Linked DNA regions of Mus musculus: region 1 is linked to region 2. Evidence: chromatin contacts called from public Hi-C data. All regions are on one chromosome and are shown on one strand. The core of a region is the stretch at or near the end of the contact, and the rest is flanking DNA. Distances in the headings are between cores, read along the strand shown.

The links. Hi-C and Micro-C count contacts between places; a contact is called where the count stands out from the background.
Region 1: a Hi-C map of pre-pro-B cells shows a contact between it and region 2, with 3 times the contacts expected there. The contact joins two enhancer-like sites. A contact is called at or near these places in 3 of 484 Hi-C or Micro-C datasets (bone marrow-derived macrophages, pre-hematopoietic stem cells and pre-pro-B cells), 2 of 115 datasets of contacts at active chromatin or transcription factors (bone marrow-derived macrophages and embryonic fibroblasts) and 1 of 9 other capture datasets (bone marrow-derived macrophages).

Annotation. Positions count from the first base shown.
Region 1 is chr11:64,727,670-64,732,823 of GRCm38.p6, forward strand. No RefSeq gene overlaps it. Among named protein-coding and RNA genes, the nearest start is that of Gm30305, 11 kb to the left of the region's middle. Within about 2 kb of position 3,147, at least 4 of the 459 cell types and tissues checked have an H3K27ac peak or open chromatin away from gene starts, as enhancers often do. A contact at or near this core is called in pre-pro-B cells, where this site is marked.
Region 2 is chr11:64,514,888-64,520,382 of GRCm38.p6, forward strand. It overlaps Hs3st3a1 (heparan sulfate (glucosamine) 3-O-sulfotransferase 3A1), which reads left to right. Exons shown (of 2, transcript NM_178870.5): 2 at 5,311-5,495. Among named protein-coding and RNA genes, the nearest start is that of F930015N05Rik, 81 kb to the left of the region's middle. Within about 2 kb of position 3,549, at least 22 of the 459 cell types and tissues checked have an H3K27ac peak or open chromatin away from gene starts, as enhancers often do. A contact at or near this core is called in pre-pro-B cells, where this site is marked.

The DNA.
Region 1 (5,154 bases), core at 1,897-4,396, 210 kb after region 2:
CTAACAGACTATTTCCCTTGCCGAGGAAGTAATACCAAGAAGAAACTGGAAAACTTAGTTATCTGTGGAGCATTGCCATTAGAAAAGGAAGATGTGTGTCAGGATCAGAGGAAGGCACCACACAGGGAGCCTTTGAGCTCACTTAAGTTTTTTCCTCTATATTAGGAACTTCATCTGGGACTAAATGAACACAGATGCAATAAAGATCCTTTAGGGATTGGGTTTTTTTTTCTATGTTCTTCAAAACGACAGTATCTTTCACACAATCACATCTTGCCATTGCTATGTCTGTTCTTGACTGAGGATCCTTGCTTGGCCCAGCTCTAGCGGCCTAGGCACAAAGTCACTCCTTCCTCAGTTGGCCTGAGGCAACACAAAGGCCCTCTTGGGCTGCGAAGACAGCAGCACAAAGGCCCTGTTGGGCTGTGGAGACAGGGTTTTCAGTGCAGCCTGACCTCTCCGGTAGTCATCAATGTTTATGGCTGCTGTTACAGTAAAAATAGCAAAAGTCAATATTTGTGCTCTGTATCTGTCAGATAATAAACTTGGCTATAGACACCACACATGACATCTGTGTGCGGTACAGAGGGCCTGGCTGCACCCCTGGCCAATCTTCCCAGACAGTTTGTCAAAGATGGCATCATGTTTGCACAGCTGACATTCTGAAAATCCCCCAAGTGTCCTTAGGAAAGCTCAGAATATTTTTTTAAAAATCCTGTTGATTCTAGGCTTTAAACTGAAAAAGAGAAGTTAAGAAAAGGGGGGGCAGGGAGAGAAAAGGACGGGACAAAGAAGAAAACAGAACTAAAGACAACCAGTAAAGACAAAATCACCACCCTGGTGAAGATACCTAACAGCTATAAATCTAATGGGAAGGGCCCACCGCTCCAGCCACCCACCTAGATCTGAGGTCCTCAAAGGGACTCCCAGATCCTAAATTGCCCAGTGTTGTTGTCATCCTGAATAGTTTTTAATAACAAGGAAATGACAGAACGGTTATAATGAGAGACCATTATAAAGCCACCAGGGACCTTGGGAATCCCACGGAGGGATGGGTTTTATGTAAAAATGTGCCATCTTCAGCTCTTCCTGTAAGGACCACCTTAGGCTTCTCACCTGTAAAGGGAATACTCACTGCAAGGTGCCAGGAGATAGTAGAGGGAAGGACCGTATGTTTGGAAACAAATACCATAGTCATTGTTAGCCACACATTGTAATTTTTTAATTTTATTTATTTATTTATTTATTTATTTATTTATTTTTACTTATCCCACTCACTGGGATGAAGACTCCAAGGTCACCCACTCCCACAATCCTTCCCCCATACCCCTCCCCCATCCTCTTTTTTTCTGAGCAAGTGGGACCCCCTAGGAGTCCCCTCACCCCGGCACTTCAAGTCTCTGTGAGGCTAAGCACCTCCTTTCTCACTGAGGCCAGACAAGGCAGCCCAGCTCCAAGAACATATCCCACTTTGCAGGCAATAGCTTTTGGGGTAGCCCTTGTTCAAATTGTTCAGGACCCACATGAAGGCCAAGCTGCACATCTGCTACGTATGAGCTGGGAACCCTAGGTCCAGCCCTCGTGTGTGTTCTTTGGTTGGTAGTTTAGACTCTGAGAGTCCCAAGGGTCCAGGTTAGTTGACTCTGTTGGTCTTACTGTGGAATTCCTATCCCTTTCAGGGCCAGCAATCCTTCCTCCTATTCTTCCATAAGAGTCCCCAAGCTCCATCCACTGATTGGCTGTGGGTGTCTGTATCCGTCTGAGTTAGCTGCTGGGTGGAGCCTCTCAGATGACAACATGCTCCTCACACATTGTAATTTTTAATTTGCCCAGCATGGCTTCCTGTTGTACACAGCCTGGTTAAGGGAGGCACGGGAATCACTGAACACTGTGAGGAAAGTCAAAGTCTACACATCAGCTCACTCGTGAGGTCCATCTCTTTACTGTTAGTATTAATATTCTGTAGCCTGATACTTCTGTGTTTCTGTCCCAATTATTATTTCCGAGCCAGAATTGGGGACCAAAGTCTGGGGACACAATTATTCTGATTTCTAAGTATTTAGTTTGGTCCTGAATGTTTATGCTTGAGACCTTCAGCATCCCTCAGTTCCCGTGCAGTCCTCCACAGCCCCCTTTCCCTCACCTATAACTGATAGCAATTGATGAGTCTCTCGTTCTCTAAAGTGGCCCATTCTGTAGACCACATCCACATGTCCATCCTTAAAGGGCAATAGCTAGAGATGCCTTGATGGACCTGGAATCTTCTAGGCAGCCAAGATTTTTGCTTTTTACATAAGGAGAAGGCCTGCTTCTCAGAAGTCCCAACCCCCTCCAGCCCTGAGGATTCTGAAGTCATTTTCTAGAGACTGGACGGTGTGAGACCCACTTGAAAGAATAGGAAATTTGCTGGTATATTTTAATAATAGAATTCTACAGTGATTATTCTTATGTGATAAAATATGTGAGTGTTTGTTGTAACATAATTTTCCCCAAATCCAAAGATCTGGGGAAACCTTTGAGGGTGTACAATGTTTAGCTTGTGGTTGGAATGATATGATAAGGCTTCAAATGTATTTAAGAGGGAGGCAGGCAAGGGTAGGGGTATGAGACAATCAGAGAGACAATCGAAGTAAGGGGGAGAGAGGAGGAGAGGAGTGAGGGAAGAGGGGATGGAGATAAAGTTAGGAAGAGAGGTTTGAAGGCTGGGAGAGAAGAGAATAAGGATTTAGGAAAGAAAGGGAATGGAAAATTAAAATAAAAGAATATGAGACTGTTATAATATATGAAGCCTGCCTGTGGCTAACAGGGTCTCATCTGCTCCAAAAGAGGGATGATTTGTTTTGCTGTATCGCTGCCCTGACAACACATCATGATTTCTAGTCTCTCACCGACTCACTTTCTCCTTCCACCTCATCCATGCAGTATTTTCTCCATCCTCAATCTATTGTGTAAAAACTTGAGTTACTTTATTTAACAATTATTTATCAAGTACTAACTATTCAATAACTTGAATAGCCACATAATCTGGCAGCATGCGAGACAATGGTGCTGGATCAAGACACTGGGGTAGACCCCAGGGCACTCTCTCTCATCTTTCTCCTCACAACCGTGGTTGCTTACACAGCTGGAACCTGGGCTATGGAGAATCTTTCTACTTCCCTCCCAAGATCACCCCATCAGCATCTGGCTAGCCACAGGACCACAGCAGCTGCATAGTCCCCTGAAAACCCAACCAAACTTCTCTCTGGGCACTACTGTTAAATATGCCTATGTGCTCCTGCCTGGACGGGGCCCAAGCAAAGAGTGAGCTCGGGTCAGGAGAAAGGAAAGGTCCTGTCCAAGATGTTGTTTTTTTTTTTTTTTTCAGTTTCCCTTCCTCCTCAGGTGGAAGCCTGTGTGTGACATTTCGTATGAGGAGAGTCTCCAGCTAGCCACTGTTTGGAGAGAAAAATACTGCTTCGTCCTATCTTTCTGAACCCCAAGCCATTCAGAGTGTCTCACTTCTGTGATTCACTCAGTGACTTTCATGGTCACTCTGGACATAAATATGCATCTAAAAAATAGAAAATCAGCAAGATAGGATATTCAGTACTCAGAGTATCAATAACTGGTGTCTATCATTTCACACTATTTTTCTACCATGATCTCTTATCATATTTTTCCTTGTATGACACATTACTTCACCATTTTCTGAAATATTTGAGGTAGGAAGTTGAGGGTTTTATGAGACAAGATCTCTTTATGTAGTCCTGCCTGACCTGACATTTGCTGTGTAGAACAGGTTGTTCTTGAACTCCTAATCCTCTGTCTCCCCAGCACTGGGGATATAGGTGTGCACTATGCTGCACAACTGAAATACACTTTTCAATAATAATCTAAGACACCATTAGTGCCTCGTCAGTGTCAACCTGACCAGATTTAGAATCACCAAGGAGGATAGCAATCAGGCCTCTGGGTTTGTCTGTGGAGAGGGAAGACTCACTCTGAGAGTGGTGGCATCCTGTAGGTTGTTCCTAGAGAAAATAAAAGAGGGAAAATCAAGTCCCAGAATCCACTTCTCACTCATTCCTGCCCACCGCCAGCCTCCTCCTCCACACCCCCCCCCCACTGCCATGATGCGCTACCCAAGAGCAGGAAGCCAATGACCATGGCCGGAACTGTCTGGAACAGTCTAATCAAACCTTTCCTGCCTTCAGTTTTCTCTGCCAGGTACTTTAGTCACAGTGCTGCTGAACGAGTTGTTTAAATACCTCCTTAGTCAGTGGCTGTCCACTTATCAGATATTTCCTTATTATGATTCTTGGTGACCTTTCTAATAACAATATTTTAACACAAACCTGTGTGCATTTCCCTGTGATGAATTCTAACTAGTAAAATTATTGAGTGAAAAGTTAAAGCAATAAATCGAAGCCTTTTGTATTTCTTTGCCTTGTTTTTGTTGCACTGGGAACAGAACCCAGAGCTTTGTGCGTGTTAGTCCCATGCTCTGCCACTGAGCTAAGGTCAGCCTCAGCTCAGGGGTTGGAGACATTGAGGACTTAGCCCCTGGAAAGTCTGTATTATTTTATATTTTATGTCATTGAAGCAGGCTGCTTAGTCAGCAAACAATAGTAAAAAATGCTTCCAGACTCACTTGGGAGGCAGAGGCAGGTGGATTTCTGAGTTCCAGGCCAGCCTGGTCTACAGAGTGAGTTCCAGGACAACCAGGGCTACACAGAGAAACCCTGTCTCAAAAAAACCAAAAAAAAAAAATGCTTCCAGACAAATTGGGTCAAGGAATCCTCTTTCTGTAAATAGATCATGTATTTCTACCTTTTCCCCAGAAAGATCTTAGTTCTTCTCAGCTATTTAAACTCTGTTGTATGTTGACCACGTTGTTGCAATTTTACTCTTACATGTTAAGAAAGTTAATGTTGAGGTTGGAGAGATAACTCAGTGGTTGCAAGAACTGACTGCTGTCACAGAGCACCTGGGTTTTAAGTCTCAGCACAGCAGGGAAACAGCTGACTACAACCCTACTCCCAGGAGATCCAACACCCTCTTCTGGCAACCCTACTCACTGCCCGTGTGAGGCATTTGAGGGCAATGTACCCATATATAAAAAAAGTAAAAATAAAAATTTAAAGTATTTTAAAGAACACTACTGTTCTCATC
Region 2 (5,495 bases), core at 2,299-4,798:
CAAATCATCAGGAAACCAAGAGAGCACACTTGAAATGGAGTAGGCCTTTAAACTCTCAAACTCCACCTCAGTGGCAGACTTCTACCACCCCAGACCATGTCTCCTAAACCCCCACCAACAGAGACACCAACTGAGGATCAAGTATTCAAGTGCCAGAGACTCTTGGAGACTATCTCACTCAAACCACCATAGAGGTCACATGGCAGACACAGTACCAGGACTGGCTGAGTTGATTAGTGTTCTTTGTGAGACACAAGCAGGTGTGATTGGCAGATGTGAAGCCATCCATTCTGACTGTGCTGTATTGGGCGTATATGTTGGGTGTATTCGGGTTTTGATGAGTATTTGGGTACCTTGAATTTGGGACCATCATGAGTATGTGACCATGGGTGGACAGCTGTGCACTGTCACTAGTTGCTGGGGATATGCATTTGGCTCTCATAAATGGTGCCAACCAGTTCTAGAGTCACCGTGTCTGCTTGCACTCCACCAGTAAGATTCCAGTTGCTGCACATCCTCACCCACACTGGGAAAACCTCAGTTACTTTTCCTCTAGCTGTATGGGTGGATGAGTCAGGTTGGGGTATTGATACAGGTGGTATTAATTTTCATTTCCCTGATTAATCAATCCAAATAACTTCTCAAGAATTCATTAAACATCTGAATACTGTGTTTTTATGGAATTGTTATTCAAGGCTTTTGCTCATTTTCTTTCATTCTGTTTATTTATTTATTTAACTTATTGATTTGTAGGAGTTCTTTGTGTATTACAGATATGGCTCTTGACAGACATACAGTTTGTAAATACTTCCATGCTGGGGTTTGTCTCTTTACCCACATGATGGTATCGCTTGCCAAACGTCTTTACTTTTCGTTTACTCCAGTTTATCATTTTATTAATTTGTTTCTTCAATGCATTCTAAACATTTTTCCTCCTTCAGAATCATTAGACTCTACTTTTGTAAATTTTCAGCCTGCTTATATCTACAAGCAATGTAGGATTTGTTTGAATGTACTATATAGTAAGAGATGATCAGTCAAAATTGAATAAATGCAATTTAATAAAAACAAATAGGAAAGGAGCATTTATCCATCCATCTACCCCCACCCATCCACCCATTCATCCATTCATCCTTTCATCCATCCATTTATCCACCCATTCATTCATTTGAAGCTATATATGGAGAAAGGTTGGTACTAGTTACATAGGGAACACAGGGATCAAGAAGACAACATGAGGACAATGGGAATCCAGGGAAAATGGGCTCATATTGGTAAAAATGCCTGAACACATGGGTCCTTTTGTACCTTCTTATTTAGATTAGAAGCATACCAAATGTAGTTGCTGAGTGGCCTGGGCGGCTACTTCTGGATGATTCTCCCAGTAACAGAGGTGTCTGTATGCAGACCAATGGTGAAGCATTGGCCACACAATCCAAAGGGGCATCCTGATTCTTACACTATGCCAGAGGCCCCACACAACGGCAAGTGCAGTGTGTCCCCTGCTCAGTGGGGAGAGAGAAAGACCTCCAGGTCATTCTAGCACTCCCACCAGAATCTATGGTCTTGACCATTGGCTTTGGTAGAAAAGAACAATCAACTTAGCCTGCCTGTCCTGGCTTGTTTGTCTCCAACATTTTTTGTAGTGTAGACAGCTACAGGAACAATCCCTAGACCCATAGAGATTACCCAATGACATATCAGCTCCAAAATGATGGTGGCATGACATTCGAAGCAGACACAAACTTTGATGAACAGCTCTTTCTGGTAACTGTATCCACTTGAAGACTATGCTCACCTCTCCCAAAACAACCAGTCAGTCTGTGTCTCTCCAAAGACATTGATCAGCTCATGACATTCAAGCCAAGCTTCTTTAATGTCTAAGCCCACTGGGCCAACGCTGGATAGCCCAGGGTCATGGCAGAGAAGGCATCTCCGGTTTTATCTGGGGTTCTGTTGTCTGGACTGAGGGGGTCCTCCTGCCAGTGGGACTCAGGTCACTGGTCACCACTAATTTTAGAGCAATGTTGCGCAACACTCTGGAGCAGAGTTGCTCTGTCTGTCCTTTACAGGCCAGATGCCTAAGCCTTGACTTCCCTTTTGAAATGAAAACCCGAGCTTAGGTAAATCAAGTTACAGCTTGTCTCTCCCCGCCCCATCCTGTCAGCAGTTAGAAGGTAGAAGCCACAAATTTCATTTTCTGATTTCAGATCAGTTCTACAAATGGTCAAAATTATTTTTATTTCCCTTTGGCTTAGCAAGATGAAAGTGAAACCACAGCCCCCTTGCGTACTTATTAGCTCCAGTGCTTAGTCATCTTTAAGCCAAAAGACATAATCTAGATAGATCCACCTCTCAAAGCCTTTGTTCCTTCTTGAGGGCTTTAAAAACTTGCTGTAAACTGTACTCAGCATAAAGTGGTCTGTCTCTGTGTCCTTAGGTTTAAGGGTATTAACTACATACACACACGTTGTGCAATCAGTCTCCAGAACTCTTGATCCTGGGTTGTTATCCATGGTGTAACAAATTCTTTCCTCCCACCGAACCAGTCAGATTTCCCCATCCCATGGGTGACAGGAGGTGATAAGAATGACCTTCTTGAGAAATTCTGTTGGGCTGTCTCTTTTTAAGCACTTCTTTGAGATAGACTTTTAAAATACAGATTCTTTTTCTGCGGTTTAGTAGTGTTTGTTTTGGGCAAGCACAATCTGAAGCTTCAATCTCTGAGAAAGGCTCCTAGGGATCTATTTGCTCCAAGAGACGAGCCAGCTAAGAACTCCCAAGAGCAGTCTGCCCTCTCTTTCAGATTTCAGGCAAAATGTGAAGTAAACTAGTTATAACTTAGAGATTATAGACAAGGAGACAGGAATCTGCCCCTGTGTTTTTAAGTCAACACACACCCCTTACCCCTCCAGAATATTTGGTGTTTGCTTAAAGCTCAACATTTTCCCATAGATTTGATCAAATTTCTTTTACTGGGAGATTCCAACCAGCTTTGGCCAGGTTTCCTGGCTTGTGTTGTACAAGGGCATCTTAAGTTCCAGAAGTGCTTGATCTAGCTGATTCCTCGGAGTCTTTGGCATGCACAGGTGAGGAAGGGCAATGGGCATTTCAGGTATGTTGCACCCATTTCCAGCTGTGCTCACCTACATCTGGATCTTAAGGTATAGTCAAGAGATGGGTTATAAAATAAATCGCAAAATTCTTTCAGAGTTAAAAATAGGAGTTGAGCACCATAGCTCAAATATACAACTAGCATGCCCACCTCAAAGAAGAGTAAAGTCACTTGATTAAGATTTCTAAAATAACAAACATGGGAGGAAAGCACTATTGTGTGAGCTGAAACATTGTTAGCACTAGGCACACAAGGCTGAGGAATGTGTGCCAGAAACAACCCTCATGAGAGAAGAAATACTTGCAAAGTAATTGAGAGGATGTCTGCCAATTGGCTTTAAAGCGATCCAGTTGGCATAGTTAGGGAGTAGATGAGGGAAGCTCCTATGTGAAACTGGCCATTGTTGTGCATTCCTGGAGGGGATATGATGTGCATGAGAGTCACTTGACGTGCTTTGTCTTTGATAGTTGACATTTCCCACTTATTGTCTACTTAGCAACCAGTGAAGATGGGGCAGGTGCTAGGACACCAGCAAAGAGAAGCATCCAACACTAAAACTGCTCACGGGGTGCTGAATGTGTGCTAAAAATACACCCTTTTAGTCTGAATGCTAAATAGATACTACAAAATTAGGGAAGCAAAACAGCCGATAAAATGAACAATAAATACAGCTGTCAAAAGAGAAAGCAGAACTCTTCAATGTAGCCGATAGGTATTTATGACAAAAGCCATTTCCACTGTACCCATGAGGTTTGCCCTCCTCCCAAGAGCACCAGTTGGGGACGGGTCTGAAATGCAGATTAATACCAGCCCCTCCTGCTACCTTTGCTTTCCCTACATGCCCCGTACCTTTGCATGCAGTTGCAGTATTAAATGTGTGCTCCTGTGTGCTGTGCTCTGATGCCCCATGGCTGCCCTTTCTCTTTGGAGCCTCCACTGCATAGGAACTTTGATAATGTGACAGCTAATGTGATTGCCAAGTTAGCCACTACATGGCTAATGGACAAGTAGTACATACAGTATGGATGTGCTGGGAAAAGGAAAGATTCGTGTCCGGCATAGACAGAGAGGGACTCTGGGAGATTCTCCCATGCTATTTGGAATGGCTTGTGATGTAAACATTATGGATTGCTTATTCCTGGAATTTCCGTGTACTATTTTCGGACTGTTGCTGGAGGCAGGTAGCTGGAATTAGGGATGAATTAATCACCGTTAGGGGAGGACACACTTTGATATTATGCTGAAAAGAAGGGGCCAAAAAGATGGCTAAGTGGGTCAGAGCACTTGCTGCTCTTTGAGAGCACTAGAGTTAAGCTCCCAGCACTTAGTTCTCAGGGGGCTCAGAGCCATATTTGAGCCTAGCTCCAGGAGAGCCAGTGCTCACTTCTGGTCACCAGAAACACCTGTGTACAAACTCACAGGGAGACTTATAATTAAAAAATAATAATAATAAATATTTTTAAAAGATCCCGTTGTTAATGAGGAAATCCTTGTTGAGAGACATTATTAGTTTTTGTACTACTCTACAACACTACTCTAAGACTTGAGGCAGCCCTGGACAGGATGGCATCCCGTATTTTAATGCGTTTTGATAGCACTATAATTGTGTTTGTGACAATGTAATTCTCTTTCAGGACACAGAGACATTGCATACTGTAGTTGGATAACTAACTAACAGAGCCTTTATGCTGTGTTGGGAGCATTTCAGAGCACTTGAGGTGCATTCAATAATTGCCACAAAAACTGTATGACAGAGGCGTTATGTCTCATGCTTGTCCCAATGGTATGGAACACAGACTTATGCATAAAATGCAAGTCCGAGTGGAAAGCACAGTCAGATTCACTCACTAGCACAAAACAGACATTTTTTACATTAGGAATTAAAATTAAAATTAAGACGGATGAACTCGGAAACTTCCTAGTATAGGTTTGTCTGTATTTTCTGCTATACAAAAATAACAGAATTGTTGTTTATATGTATGTTCACCTATGGCCACTAGTGTTAAGATTAAAAGACATGCTCAAGAAATGCAGAGCAGTTACTGCCACCAGGCATTCAGGAAGTCAGGGAGCTGGAATTGCCACCCACAGGGGAAGTCTGAGCCCAGACTGGGTGGCTTTTTCCACTTCTTGGGGTCCAAAAGGGGACTTGGTTCACTCTCCAGATTCTAACACGCCTTCTTGCTTTCCCACAGGGATTTGATGCCCAGAACCCTCGAGGGACAGATCACCATGGAGAAGACGCCCAGCTACTTTGTGACCCGGGAGGCACCCGCGCGCATCTCGGCCATGTCCAAGGACACCAAACTCATCGTGGTGGTGCGCGACCCGGTGACCAGGGCCATCTCGGACTACACGCAGACGCTGTCCAAGCGGCCGG